2 separate regions of the Mustela erminea genome follow, and region 2 is linked to region 1. A link is a contact called in public Hi-C data. All regions are on one chromosome and are shown on one strand. Each heading gives the region's core, a stretch centred on a gene start, on an enhancer-like site or on the middle of the called end of the contact. The rest is flanking DNA. Distances are from core to core; before and after follow the strand shown.

The links. Hi-C and Micro-C count contacts between places; a contact is called where the count stands out from the background.
Region 2: a Hi-C map of skeletal muscle shows a contact between it and region 1, with 8 times the contacts expected there. The contact joins the promoter of CCDC189 here to the promoter of FBXL19 in region 1. A contact is called at or near these places in 2 of 3 Hi-C or Micro-C datasets (skeletal muscle and spleen).

The regions. Positions count from the first base shown.
Region 1 is chr20:598,594-605,157 of mMusErm1.Pri, forward strand. It overlaps FBXL19 (F-box/LRR-repeat protein 19), which reads right to left and starts at 4,936. Exons shown (of 11, transcript XM_032326996.1): 1 at 4,556-4,936; 2 at 1,780-1,980; 3 at 256-399; 4 at 66-152. The coding sequence starts at 4,597.
Region 2 is chr20:728,285-735,098 of mMusErm1.Pri, forward strand. It overlaps CCDC189 (coiled-coil domain-containing protein 189), which reads left to right and starts at 4,766. Exons shown (of 10, transcript XM_032328357.1): 1 at 4,766-5,155; 2 at 5,468-5,499; 3 at 5,983-6,048; 4 at 6,206-6,375. The coding sequence starts at 4,949. It overlaps RNF40 (E3 ubiquitin-protein ligase BRE1B), which reads right to left and starts at 4,468. Exons shown (of 19, transcript XM_032328353.1): 1 at 4,094-4,468; 2 at 3,552-3,719; 3 at 3,277-3,418; 4 at 2,408-2,614; 5 at 1,753-1,874; 6 at 1,505-1,651; 7 at 1,337-1,411; 8 at 315-434; 9 at 40-219. The coding sequence starts at 4,225.

The DNA.
Region 1 (6,564 bases), core at 3,686-6,185:
TCTCTCCAGCTCCCCAGCCCACTGTCTGTGCAGAACCCAGCGCCCAGCCCAGCCCCTACCCCTACCTTGCTGGTCCGGCCTTCCTGGGTGCATCGGGGGCACTCCCAGCAGTTAGGGATCTCCGCATTGATGACACCCTCAGCCTTCCCCATCTGTAGGCAGAGGGCAGGGAGTGGATGGAGCGTGCCAGGAAACCCAGAGGCAGCGCTGCCCAGGGCCATCACCTTCAGACTCCAGGACCCCCAGGGCCATCACCTTCAGGCAGCCGGGGTGGACGATCTCATTGCAGATTGTACACTCCATGAGGCTCAAACCAAATTTTTCTTCCTCTCCCTCTACTGTGTCCTCCTTCCCAGCCTCCCCACACAAGAGGCACACAGCTGTGTGTGGGAGCACGGGCTGCGGGGAAGAGGGAGTATTAGGGACCCAGAAAGCAAGTGACAGGGGAAGACCCTTCCTTCCGGGGAGCCTGGCCAGCTGCGGGATGAGGTTCAGAACCCATGGGTCCATCTGGGTTAAATCTTGAATTTGTTCCCTTTTGACAGTATGACCTTGAGCAAGTGATTTAACCTCCTTAGGTCTCATGTCTCCATCCGTAAAATGGGGCTAGGCATTCTTCCTTTGCAGGACCTTTGGAAGAATGAGCTCACCCGGGGAAGCACTGGATACATAGTTGTTATCACGGTTGCAAATGTTGCAGCTGGAATCAGGGTCTGTGTGTGTGACCCTGAAACTCTTGCTGGCTTTGGGGAAAGGACAGAAACCATAGCAAATAGGACCATACTGTTGCAAGAGAAAGCGGCAGGAGACTGTGGCTGCAGCTTGGGATGATTCGGAGTTTGCACAATGGGCAGCCCAAGTGTTGCCCTGGACCCTACAATGAATCAGGTTTTGGCAAGACTCCTGGGAACGCGAAAGGCAGCTGGCTGGTCCTGAGAGAGCAGCCCTCTGACAACCTGACTTGGGGCGGGGGGCAGGGTAATACAGAGTCATCTGAGGGATGCTGAAGGTTGGGAGACAGGCCCAAGGAAAAAGGGCCAGGGAAAGGAGGAACAGGAGAGCAAGGCAATGGTTGGGGGACAAAGAAAGAGAAGGGGGGGCTCTAGGGCAAAGAGGCAGCAGACGGGTTGGAGGGAAAAGGTGGTGGTGGTCCTCCAGGAGGAGGTAGATGGAAAAGGCCGCCTGAGAAGGGCCACATCCTGGAGCTCTGGGGAGCTCCGTGGAAGAAACTCATGTTCTCTGATACCTACTGCTGCTGGGCACACTCACATCTCTGCTACTGCTTCATCTTTACGACTCAGCAAAGGAAAGGTTTCACTGAAAAGGTACTTCGAGGTTCAGTGTGTTTGTTCAAGGTCACACAAAGGGTAAGCCTGGCCTCAAATCCGAGACCACTCTGGCAGGTGAGGAAGAAGCCGGAGAAGGCTAAGACCTATTCAGTTGGGCCAGCTCTGGGAGTGGGCCCCTGGGCACACATTCCTCTAGGGAGGCGTACAGAGGGGCTGAGGTCTCTCTGGGTCTGTGCCTCTGAAGCCGGGAAAAACGTGAAGGTAGGCAGAACATTACATTCTTCTGGGCGCTAATATTGGCCCCTGCTTGGAACCGGAGACAAAAACGGGCCTGCTGGACATCCGAACAAGACAGCGTCCGACTGTGTGAACGAACAGGAACTCTACAGTGAGCGCGAGGACGCAGCCAGCCCAGGAGGGCACCCGGGCCAGCTGGGGAAGGGCACCCACGGCCCCCAGGGGTGTCGGGCGCGCCGGGGGCAGAACTCACGGCAGTGCACTGCCGGAGCAGGCACGACTGCTTCATGCGCCCGGGCCCCCCGAACTTCTTCATGTCTCGGCAGAAGTGGCAGTCCCCGCACTCAGTTCGCACACAGGCCCGGCAGCGGCGGCAGCGGGTTCGGCGTCGGCGCGCTCCGGCCCCCGGCCCCCGGCTGCTCGACGACATTGGGGGCGTCAGCAACGCCGAGGGCTGTGGGTGAATGGGACACAGGGTCAGGTGGGCCCACGGAGGCCCTGGCCTAGGACACTCGCGGCAGCTCCCCCCATTCCTAGGCAGCCAGAGCTTGCTCTCCTACCCCTGTCCCGGGGTGCGGGAGACGAGGAACAAGGAGATTGTCCCTCCTGGGGGGGCCGGGGGGGCACCACTCCCTCTACTCAAGGACTCTCTCCAAAGTGCTCACCTGGCTCCTTTGGGAGCCTGAGAACTGGCTTCCTGACCTCACTCCTCTTTCCTCTAACCCTTCCTCAGCACCCCCTTGGCTACCCAGGGGAGGAGGAAGGGCCTTCGGCCTCGGCTCTGACACCTCCACACCAAAGCTCCTTGGAAAGCCGGGGTTCCTTGTTTGTGGAGTTCCTCAGAGAGACCCCAGCTCTTCCCCCGGTACCCAAATGTACTACCCCCCAAGCATTCGCCAACCTGAACTCCCCCCCACTTCCCTCCAGATACCCACAAATTCCTGGGCAGAAGCTCTAGACCCTTCCTCCTCACTCCTTTCTCTCTCACACGCAGCTGCCACCCAATCTCTCTCCCCCCAAACCTATACACTGTCAACAGACCCAATAGGATGCCTGCCCTCCCCCACCCTCAGGGCTCTGAGACACCCTCCTCCCCATGCTGCCTCAGAGGCCCTCCTCAGCCCAACATCTCTACTGTTCTGCTCCCCCAACAAAGCTCCCTCTGCCCCAAGACACCTCCTCTTGGATCTCTCAGGTTAGCCTGGGCCATCTCCCAGACTCCCTGGGATTCCAGAATCCACCCTGACATCTCCACAGAACTCAGGATGGGCTCAGCCCGACATGTCTTCTCCCCCGCCCCCCAGCTTCCCAGGCTACTTTCCATCCCGAATTGTCTAGAATCCCTCGGGCTCCCCTTCCCGTGGAAACCAGATCCTCCAAGACCCCACAGAGACTCAGCAGGCCTGGAGGGGTCTCTTCGTGGCCAGAGTCTTACCCTAGCTTCCCCCTTTCCAGGGACTTCCAGACCCATCCATGGGGGGAAGGGGCCCTCCAGCGCTCCAGGGGAAGGGCCTGGAGGGCGGCGATGCGGGCGGGGATGGGGGTCTGCCAGGGGAAGCAGGGTCTAGGAAGGAAGGCCGGTCCCCAGGGTTGAGCGCTAACAGGAAGGAGGGCTGGGCACGAGGAGTTTGGAGCAAAGAGAGGGCGAGGCTGGGGGCGGGGAGGGTGGAGAGAGGCCGGGCAGAGGATGAATGGGAGTGGGAGCTGCCCCGATCTGGGGGTGAGGAGGAGCCGCACGAACCCACCTCACACGTGTCCCGGGAGCCATCTCTCCCTTCTCGGCAGCTCCCGGCGGGTCGGCGGCCATCGGCGGCGGGGGGGCCGGGCGGCGCGGGGCGCGGAACGCTCAGAACGCCGGGGTCCACGGCCCCCCGAGGGCGCTCGGCCCCTCCCTCCGGCGGAGGCCGGGACGGCGGCGAGTGGAGATGGGGGGCGCCGGGGGCGAGGCCCTCCCACGGGCTGCGGCGCGGCCCTTCCAGGGGGAGGTCCTGCTCTGGGGGGCTCAGTCCCTCAGCCCCCCCAGGCCAACGGGGGCTCCTCGGGCGCAGGGTGCTCGGCTTCTGCCCGGGCCCCACTCAGTCCGGGGTCCGAGTCACAGCTCCCCTCCCCCCACCCCGCCTCTTCCCAGCGCCCCCGGCCCTTTAACTGGCCCCTTCCCGGCCCCCACCGCCCAGGGGTCCAGGGCCAGGCCTGGGCCCCCCCCACCGTTTCCGGGGTTCAAGCCCCGCCCACCGCCGGTTCCCGGGGAGGGGGGGGTCCCTGTAACCTGCCCCCCTCCCCTGGGCCCGCCCCTGGACTGCGGCCCCCTGCCCTAGGGCTACCCGGCGAGTGGAGGGGGGTGAAGGAAGCTGCTCCGGCCCCGCCCCCCCAGCCTGCGCGCGCCCCCGCCCTCTCCCCCTCCCCCCAGCGCGCGACCCTCCAGAGACGGGGATTTAAATAAAATTTGAATAAATCCCCTTCCTCAAGGCGGAGGATGGAAGGAAAGGATGGAAGGGGGCAGGGAAAGGGGGAGGGGGCAATTGGGGTGCCTCAGCCCCCCTGGTCCCCCGGCCCCGCGCTGCTTCGGCCCGGGGCCCTGGCCGCCTCTCTCATCCCTCCTGAGCTCCTTCCTCCTTCCTCCTCTCTTCCCCCACCCCTCCCTCCTCCTTCCCTCCTCCTCCTCCTCTTTACTCCCTCCTTCTCCCAGAGGAACCCCGCCCCCTGCCCCCTCCTGTCCCCACCACCTCCACTTTCCAGGACGAGCGCGCGCAGGGCACGACGGAAGTCGTAGTCCTGCGGCCCGGGGACACCGTGGGAGCAAGGGGATGCTGGGGCCCGCGGGGACTACAAACAAGATGGCGGAGGGCGTGCCAAGCCGGGAGCCGAGGACGCCGGGAGTTATAGTCCGGTTGCCCCGAGGCTCCCCGTAGCCGAGGATAGAGAAGGAGCGGGAACGATGACTACAAACAAGATGGCCTTCTCCCCCGACCCGACCTCTTTCCCGGGCGCTCACACGCCCTCCTGTCCACAACCCTCCGCGTGTGTGGTACCTGACGGGAGTCGCAGTCCATCTGCTGCCTTCCCGCTGCCATTTCTACTCGTCAGGAACAATGGAAAGGTGAAAAGGAGCGAGGACTACAAGCAAGATGGCGGGAGAGGGGCGTACACCTGACTAGGAGTCGGTCTGATGAGGTGCGATGGGAACAGTAGTCTTCGGGCCTTCTCGCGTGCCTTAAGACTGGCGGAACCACGAGAATAAGGAGACTACCGTAAAGATGGCAGGCCACCTGGCCTCTCCCTGCCGCCTCATTCTACCACCTTGGGCACCTCGCCCGCCTGTGACATAGAGATTCCCTCCCGGTGGCGCAGAGCCTGACGGAAGTTGCAGTCTTCCCGGGTCCGCTCTATTATCTTCGGCGGAGACAATGGAAGGGAAAAGGGGCGGGGACAACCAGCAAAGATGGCGGCCGAAGGGAAGGGGAGATGGCGGCTTGGGATTTGTAGTCCATGCACTAGGGTTGTTCTCTTGTACGAACGCGGGAGAGGACTACAATGATGATGGCGGACCATCACCGGCTCTCTGCGGCAATGCCTGCTGGGGGACGTAGTCCCTTCCTCAGCCCCCGGAGAAAGGACCTGGGCTGTTGAAAGGTGCATCGCGACGGACACGCCCACTTGCGAGCCTACGGAAAGCGAGAGTGTCTTTCCGCCTCTGCCCGCCGCCTCTTTCCGAACCACCTGCCGGGACTTGTAGTCCCGCGCCCTGTACTCGCCAGCGGAGGGGGAGAATTTAGGTCACCGGTGGGGCTCAAGGCAGGTGAGGGAGGAAGACCCGCGGGAGTCCAAGGAATATATAATGTCGCCCCCGCGCGCGGCAAGGACTCTTAAGGGTCCTTGAGCGTAAGGCTCTCCGGGAGAACAGCAGTAAACGGCGCTGTCGCGGCAAGGGCGGCGTGGTTGTCGCCGACGGGACCGTCCCTCGGAAAGCCGGGGCGCCTCGCACCCGAGGCTGCTCCCCCAGGCCTCCGGGAGTCCGACCCGGAACCGACCCGGTCGTGAGGGCTCCGGCGAAGGGGCTCGCAAGTCCTGCGAAATCGGGAGTCGCGGAACGTCGGTCTTCTCGCCTGGGAAGTGGGGATGATGGCGCGTCCCACCGCGAAGGGTCCGTGCGTGAGCTCGACGCCCTCGGGGCCTGGCCCGGGGCCTGGCCCGGGGCTCGTGCGGGTCGCTCCTTTCTCGGGGCTCCTTCCTGCCCAGCCCTTCGGGGATCCCAGGCATCCGCCGCGCCGGGAGGGCTTCGCTCCCGGGAGGAGGAAACTGTGGCCGGCCGCCGGCCCGCATCCCCAGCCGCCGGCCCGCATCCCCAGCCGCCCCCGCATCCCCAGCCGCCCCCGCACCCCGCATCTCGAGCCGCACCCCGCCCCTCCTCCGAGCCCTCCTCCGAGCCCTCCTCCGAGTCCTCCTCCGAGTCCTCCCGCGTCCGCTACCGAGCACGGCTCCCAGGGGGCGCCCAGTCTCCGTGTGCCTGAGGTCCTGCAGCCTGGCCGGATGCCTCAGCCTTCAAGTAGCCGGTCGTGCCCACCGGCGGCCTCATCGCCGACCGGCCTCGGCGGCGTCCCTGCAGCCACCTCGGCGGCCAAAGCGAGCGGGACTGCTCCCCGCTTCGGCCTTCTCGATCTGCCTCCTCCGCTTGCAAAACTACCCACTTCCGACCTCCGGCTCTCCCCGCCTGTGTTGGAGCGCCCTGCGGAAGACTTGGGGTGGCTCTTCGGCCCGGGAAGTTCACGCCGGCCCGGGGAGGGCGATCTTGAGGTTGGAGGGACTGGCTTGAGGCCGGGCGGAGGCTGCCTCCAGCTCCCACCTTGTCAGGAGGCCCTTGGCTCTCAGGTGATGGTCTCCTCTGTGTGCTCGCTGCCTGAGCGCCGGCTTGCGTGATTGTTCAGGACTTTCTCCACCGCTTTTCCCACGGCCTGTTAGGTCCTTCCCCTCTCGCATCCCACTTCTCTAGTCTGCATCCTGCAGGTTTCTGTTTAAATGCCGCTGCCCCAATGAAGTCTTC
Region 2 (6,814 bases), core at 3,516-6,015, 130 kb after region 1:
AGCGACACCTTGACCCTGAGGTCTGCTCCAAGGCCGTACCTCCATGTGCTCAATATGTCTCAGGTGGGAATTCTTGGTAGCCAGCAGCAGCCCCCGGGCCTCATCAAGCTGCGTCTTCACTTGCAGAGACTCGTTGTAGAGCAGCGAGAACTGGGCCTGCAGCATTCGGTACTCCCCCGTTTCCCGCACCACCTCCTCAGGAAGGCTCCGCAGGGCCACCTACGGCCAGGGTGCCCACCAGCGATCAGCAACAGGATTCAGGACCTGGCCACTACCTTGCAGGTTTAGGCCTCCCGGTCCCAAACAGGGCCCACCTTGAGGCGCTCGTTGGTCCGCACAGCTCCCTGAAGTTCGGCCTGCAGCTTCTCCAGCTCTGCCATCCGGCTGTTGGCCAGTTCCTGGTTCTCCTCCAACTCCGCATTCAGCATCTCAAACTGCAGAACGGGAGGAGCTACGGGAGGCAGGGCCGGGCCGGGATGCGGGCTTCCCTCTCATCCCCACCCAAGGCGGGCAGTGATGGGTTCTGAAGCCCCAGGGACGAGCCAAACCCAAGCCTTTTCCTAAGGGCTTCCAGGTAAGTGGGAGAAAACACTACGTGATCAGTGCTGGGAACCAAAGCTCATAACTGACAGGGAAATCAGAAAAACCTTCCTGAAAGACCTGAAAAGGAACCTGAATTAAGGCTTAACAGGGAACAATGATCCTCACAGGACCAAAAAATATGTTCGATGAACAAGAAGTGAGACAGCCCTCCCGGTGAGACGGCTCCTTCAGCTAAGCATGCCAGTCAACTCCAACACACTTCCCTTTCCTCTCCCTTTTTTCTGAAGGTTTATTTACTTTCATGTGCGAGAGAGTGCACATGCATGAGCGGGGTAGGGACAGAGAGAAGCAGACTCTCCACTGAGCAGGGAGCCTGACAGGGGACTCGACCCCAGGACCTGGTGATCACGACTCGAGCTGAAGTCACACACTTAACCTGATAAACCACCCAAATGCCCTCGTCTGTGTCTTTTCTGTGCTTTTCCTTTGGGGCACCTTTAACCACCTGATGAACTATCTTACTTCCTGTTTATTCCCCCCACTAGAACCCTAGTTCCATGAAAGCTCTGCTTTTTGTCTCTTTTGTCTTCGCCTGTGCCTGCTTCCAAGCACCGTGCCTACGATTTAATGTTATCAATTACTTACTAAATACACAAATCAATGAATAAAACAGAGCAGCATGAATGACAGGGAACGGACTCAGAGCATGCAGCTCTCTGCCCTAAACTCTGAGGGGACTTTCATGGGTGGGGCAGAGGCTGTAGGAGGAACTGGAAAAATGGTGCCTACTCACCTTCTGCATGCTGAGTGTGATCTGGCCCCCCTGGAAGCCGGAGGAGCTCCCAGACACATAGTAGCCAGAGTTGAGCTGCGGAGAGACAGACCCATGGGGGTGGAGGAGAGAAGCAAGGGCTCCACGTGCCTAGCCGTGGCTCCGTCTGACCCAGCACCCAAGCCCCACCTGCTCTAAGGCTTCCGCCAGGTGCTTATTGAGCTTCTGCTCACGCTTGCGCAGCTTCTCAATGTCCCACTGCAGGTCCTCCACTGTCGTCTCCATCTCCAGCACCTTGGTCTCTGCTGATGTCACTTTATCCTGGAGCTCAGAGTACTGGAGACAATGACAGGGTCAGATGCTTAGAGCAGGGAACTTGGGTCCCTGAGAGCCTTCGTATGCGTCTAATCCAAACCCTGCCCTGGTTTTAATCCCACCTCCAACGAGATGCGGTGGTGCTTCTCCTGTAGCTGGGTGGCCAAGTCCTGCAGCCGCCGGTTCTCACGACCCAGCTCCCGGGTGCGTGCCCGAGCCACCTCACCGGGGGGCTCACTGTCCCCTGAGAAGGCAGGGCTCGGGTAAGAGCCAAATCCAGGGCCATGGGGCAAAGTACTAACTCATTCTGGAGTCTGCTATGTGCCCAGGGTGATCCACCAGCTGTCTTGCCCGTTTCTCAGGACAAAGCCCGGAGTCTTTTATCTCCACTGCACAAAGGAGGAAACCAGCTCAGAGAGGAGAACCATCTGCCCAGAATGACAGGACTAGGGCTGGGAGAGCCTGTCAGCCTGCAAGGCCTGGACACTTGCTACTACGCTTTGTGGGCCAGCCACTGCAACTAAGATCTGTGCAAAGTGTTCCAGAGAAGTCTCCAGCTGGAAGGCAGTGGCCCCAGAAGCATCAACTCCTCCCTCCTCTCTGGAGCGCAACCCACGAACCAAGGGCAGAGCCGCATCTACTAACTACCGCTTTCCCAAGAACGTGGCTAATTCATTCCCTGGAGAATTTTGGCTGCCCCTGGACCCGGGCATTGGGGGGACACAACCAGACACAAGTGGGGACGGACACCTCTGCGGTGGGACACAGAGAACTAACCTCGGCTGTACACTCGCTGACAGAGTTCCTCCACCCGGCGCTGCAGGCGGTCTGAGGCCTCCACGACTCGGGACACGGCGGCCTTGGAGAACTCCATCCGGCCCTGCAGCTGCAGCTCCACCTCCTCACTACTGCTGGCGCCCAGGGCCACCACAAAAGCCAAGGCTGGCTCACTGAGCGGGGGCCGCAGCTGCACGGGCAGGGGCTCTGTGGGAGGTGGACAGACCCTCATGAGGATCTCAGGAGGTTGAGAGCAGCAGTTACCGCCACTCCATACCAAGTTCCAGACTGAGCCCTTTGACACCCTGATTCAACACACGCAGTGCCCGTTAATACACTGGTGTCCCCATCATCAAAGTGAAACTACGGAGGCCCAGGAAACTAAAGTAATTCCAAGGCCACGGAGCTTCCAAATCATTCCTCAGGGAAGCCGCCTCTGTCTTCGCCAACTCAACGAGACCCACACACAAGTGCACATACACTAATGCCCTTTCATGGGCTCCTATTCTTTTTACTTGTGGTTTATAATCACTTCCTCCCCGATGGCAAAGACAGTGTTTCTTTTTTGGCTTATCTTTGTCTCACCCAAGGCTGTTACAGTATGAACTCACAATTATCACTTGGTATTGTTACTTTCTGAATTAAATGAGTGTCAAACCTGACACGCACTATGAACCAGGTCACTCAGATTCCAAAGCCTGGGGCCCGAGTCCTTAACCGCTACTTCTCGCTATCCAAACATGAAGTCAGATGTGTGTCTGTGTGAAGGGTGGTCAGGAACTCAGGAGGTTAATACAAAAGTTCCCTCTTCAGCAGGACCGTTCCCAGGACTTAATTAAGCTCCCCAGCTCCTAGGGCTCTGGCCCTACCCCTCAGGTCCGATGTCCCTGGCTCTGTGAGAGGGGTCTCATCACGCGTCGGCCCCTCCTGGGTCCCAGGCGCCTCTGTCCCTCCAGACAGCTCCCCCTGGCTCTCATGGTGTCGGAGAAGGGCTTCCACAGTTTCATCCAGCTGAAGGGAGAAAGCACCAAAAATGTTATGAATCCCTCAGGTGCTTCCCAGCATGACGCTCGTTTTCCAGGAGAGCAGCAGAGGACGGGCAGCGGGATCAAGGCCGGGTCTTGGGAAGCAGAGGGGCAGCCACCTGGGCCCAGTAGCGATTGACAATGAGGAGCGTGGCGTCATCTGTGGCCTGCCGCTTCTCCAGCTTCTCGATTCGCTCTCGGAGCTCGTCTTCACAAGCCTGCCGCTGTTCCAACCGCTCTGCTAGTTTCTTGTTCTTGAACTGCAGAACCTTGAGGTCCATCTCCTCCTACCAAAGGAGAACAAAAGGAGAGCAATCAGAGAGGGAGAGAAGGGCGCGCTGGGGCGGCGGGGGCAGGACCCCCACCCTAACCACCGGCAGGATCTACGGACATCTAGGCGCCCAGGAGAAAGCCCCTAATCGTGCGGGGGGCCAAGGTCTGCTTCTGCCTCCGTCTAACTCTCGGTCTCTGACAGGTCGCGCGCTGCTGCCAACCCGTTCCCCTATCTGCAGAAAGCAGGCAGAGGTCAGTCCCCGGCTTCTCTCAGCAGCGCGTGCTGGAAGCGGCCCCCGCTCGGCCTGGGGAGCAGGGAGCCCAGGCTCCGACGATTCGGCGCTCGGAGATGGGACAAGCTGGGAGGGCCGGGCCGGAGCCCACGCACCGTGGACGAGATGCCCCCCAGGCGAATGGGCTCTATCAGCGTGGTGGTGGTCTTCTCCTCGCGGCTCAGCTTCTTCTCCGGGGGCCCCGAGCCCCCGTCGCCGGCGGCGCGTTTGTTGCCGGGTCCGGACATGGCCGCGGCTGCGAGGAGCGCCGCAGGGTCTCCCGAGGGACGTCAGGAGGGCGTCGGCGGCACTTCCGTCACCTGAAGACGACAGAGAGCAGAGGTGGCGAGGCGGCCAGTGCTCCGCAGCCCCAGGCCTTCCCCGCACACACCTGCCCGGGACCCTCACCCGCGGCGGACCCGGCCTCGCGCCATCTTGGACTTCGCCGGACGTCACCGGCCTCCTCAGCGCACAGCGCAGGCGCCGCAGGCAGTGCCGGATGTGGCGAAACTGCATTTCCTGTTTCTATTGGTCGCGCTTTGTCCCGCCTCTCGGGCCCGGTTCGGTCTCTTCCTCTTTCTCCCGGTGATTGGCCAGCAGACAGTTCCCGTGGCAACGGACACCACACGCCCATCCTCCAGCCCTAAGGGCATCGCCTACCTCCAGTTAGCCACTTTGGAGCGAGGGCACGGGGGCGGAGCCTGAAACTTGCTGCGCATGCGCCCTCGCTTCTCACTGATTGGTGAGCGTCCTGCACTTGCTCCCCCCCGCCCCGAACTCCCTTAGCAACGGTCGCCGCTGAGACGGAGGGAGACGCTCGCTGCGGATTGGCCGCCCCGGCCTCTCTGCGCCGCGGATTGGCTGAGGCGTCGCCGGAGGGAGGACTTGACAATCGCGGCCCGAGAACCGGCGTTCCCAGGACCCGGGCGGGACGCGGCCCGCGCTGACCCGCGCCCCGGAAGAGCGACGAGATGATCCGCCACAAGTCCAGCCAGTTGACGGCCCTGAAGACCCCGTCGGAGCGTGACCAGCCCTCCGCGCTGCAGCGGGAACCCCAGAGGGGCCTCGGCTCGGTGGATGGGTCCGCCACGCGGATGGCGACGGGGGCGCGGCCCGGGTCCGGCACCACGGCGGCCTCGGAAGAAGCGGATGAAGACCCTGCGGCCACCTTGTTCCCGGTGAGGGCGGGACAGCGCGGTCCGCCCCGCAGCGCTGGCGAAAGGGCTCCCCGGCAGGGCGTCCCCGCCGTGCTTCTCAGCGTTCCGGACGTTCTCGGGTGCCTTGAAGAGGCAGGGTCGTGACTCCCACCGTTCGCTGGTCGTGGGCCGTGCTCGGGGCCTCCCGAAGCCTGGCCTGCCGGCGTGGCTCGCACACGAGCCTTAACACGAGAAGGCCCGCGAGCAGGTCCTTAGGCGGGAGAGTCCGGAGGGCTCAGGGACCGGGGCCGGGGTGGCAAAGCTCCGCCTGCCCACTCCGTTTTCTCTCCGCAGCCCCCGCTGCCCCAACCGCGGATCTGCCTGTGGTGAGTGTGAAGGACCTTGGGGAAAAGCGGCACCGTAGGCGCATTATTCCCCCAACAGGCCTGTCGGACAGCCGCGGCACCCCGTTTGCTAGATGAGGAAACTGCAGTTATCCAAGACCACTAGAGCTCCAGGCTTCCTGCCTCCCCGGTCCAAAGAGGGGTGGGAAGGCGCCTACGGCTGTGGATGCACCACCCGCGGCTGCGGGGCCCTGTGCAGCCCGAGACGAGAACTCGTTACCTAACCCTCCGCTTTATAAATGACGAGAACCCCGGGCGCTCCTCTACACCGCGCCCGTCACTTACAGACGGAGAACGTTACACCCGCAGAGGAAGTGACTTGCCCCGTGAGGGTAGTAGAAGGGCGAACCCTCAAGCTCAGGTCTCCCGGTTCCTGGTTCCCAGCCCAGTGCTCTAGCCATCGCAGCCCGGTCAGGGGACTAAGGCCTGCCGGCCACCAACACCTGTTCTCTTTCCTTACGGCAGGAAGTACCTGGATACGCATTCCATGCACAGGCTGCAGAAGACAGCCAGCACGGAGGAGATGAGGGAGTATGGGGACCGGGCAGGGAAGAGCAGAAGCGCTGGCTCCTGGGAGGGCTGAGAGGGCCGGGCTGGAAGGCAGGATGCGCAGCTCCAGGATACGCGGGGCACCGGTGTGGGGTGGGGAAGGGGCTGCTCAGTTCTTCCTTCCTGTCTCCCTCCCAAGGGTGCTAGCTGAGCTCTTGGGGCTAAGCTGTCCTGAGCCAAGCCCGAAGGAGGCCATCACCCTGGACCTCTTCTCCCACGCACTTATCTTCTGCCGTCAGCAGGGCTTCTCGCCGGAACAGACATCCACAGCTTGTGCCCTGCTCCAGGACCTTCATAAGGCCTGTGTTGGTGAGAGGAGGCAGCGACCAAAGGGTTTCAGCCCAGGGGACAGCGGAGGCGGGGATGGCACACGGGGCCACGGGAAGCAGTCGTGGGCCACCCCCTGCAGTCTTGGTTCTGTCGTCACAAGCAGCATTATCACGCACAAGCTACTTCAGCTTTGAAACCACTGCTTCCTTAGACAGCACCAGCCTGACGAGACTGCTCTGAGGAATACTGGGGGAACTACCACCAGTACAGACAGGCTCCGTCACCTCCCACTTTGTTCCGGGAACTGATATCCCGGGGGATGTTCAACAAGGGCTGAAATTCCGTAGTTTTTGTTTTATTATATGTTACTTAAGGGCAGGATCTCGTCTGCTGTGTTCAGTGCCTGGAACAGTGCATTGTGGGTGCTGCTGAGTGAGTTAATGAAACAGGCACTTAGCCTTAGAGCTGTTCACTTCCA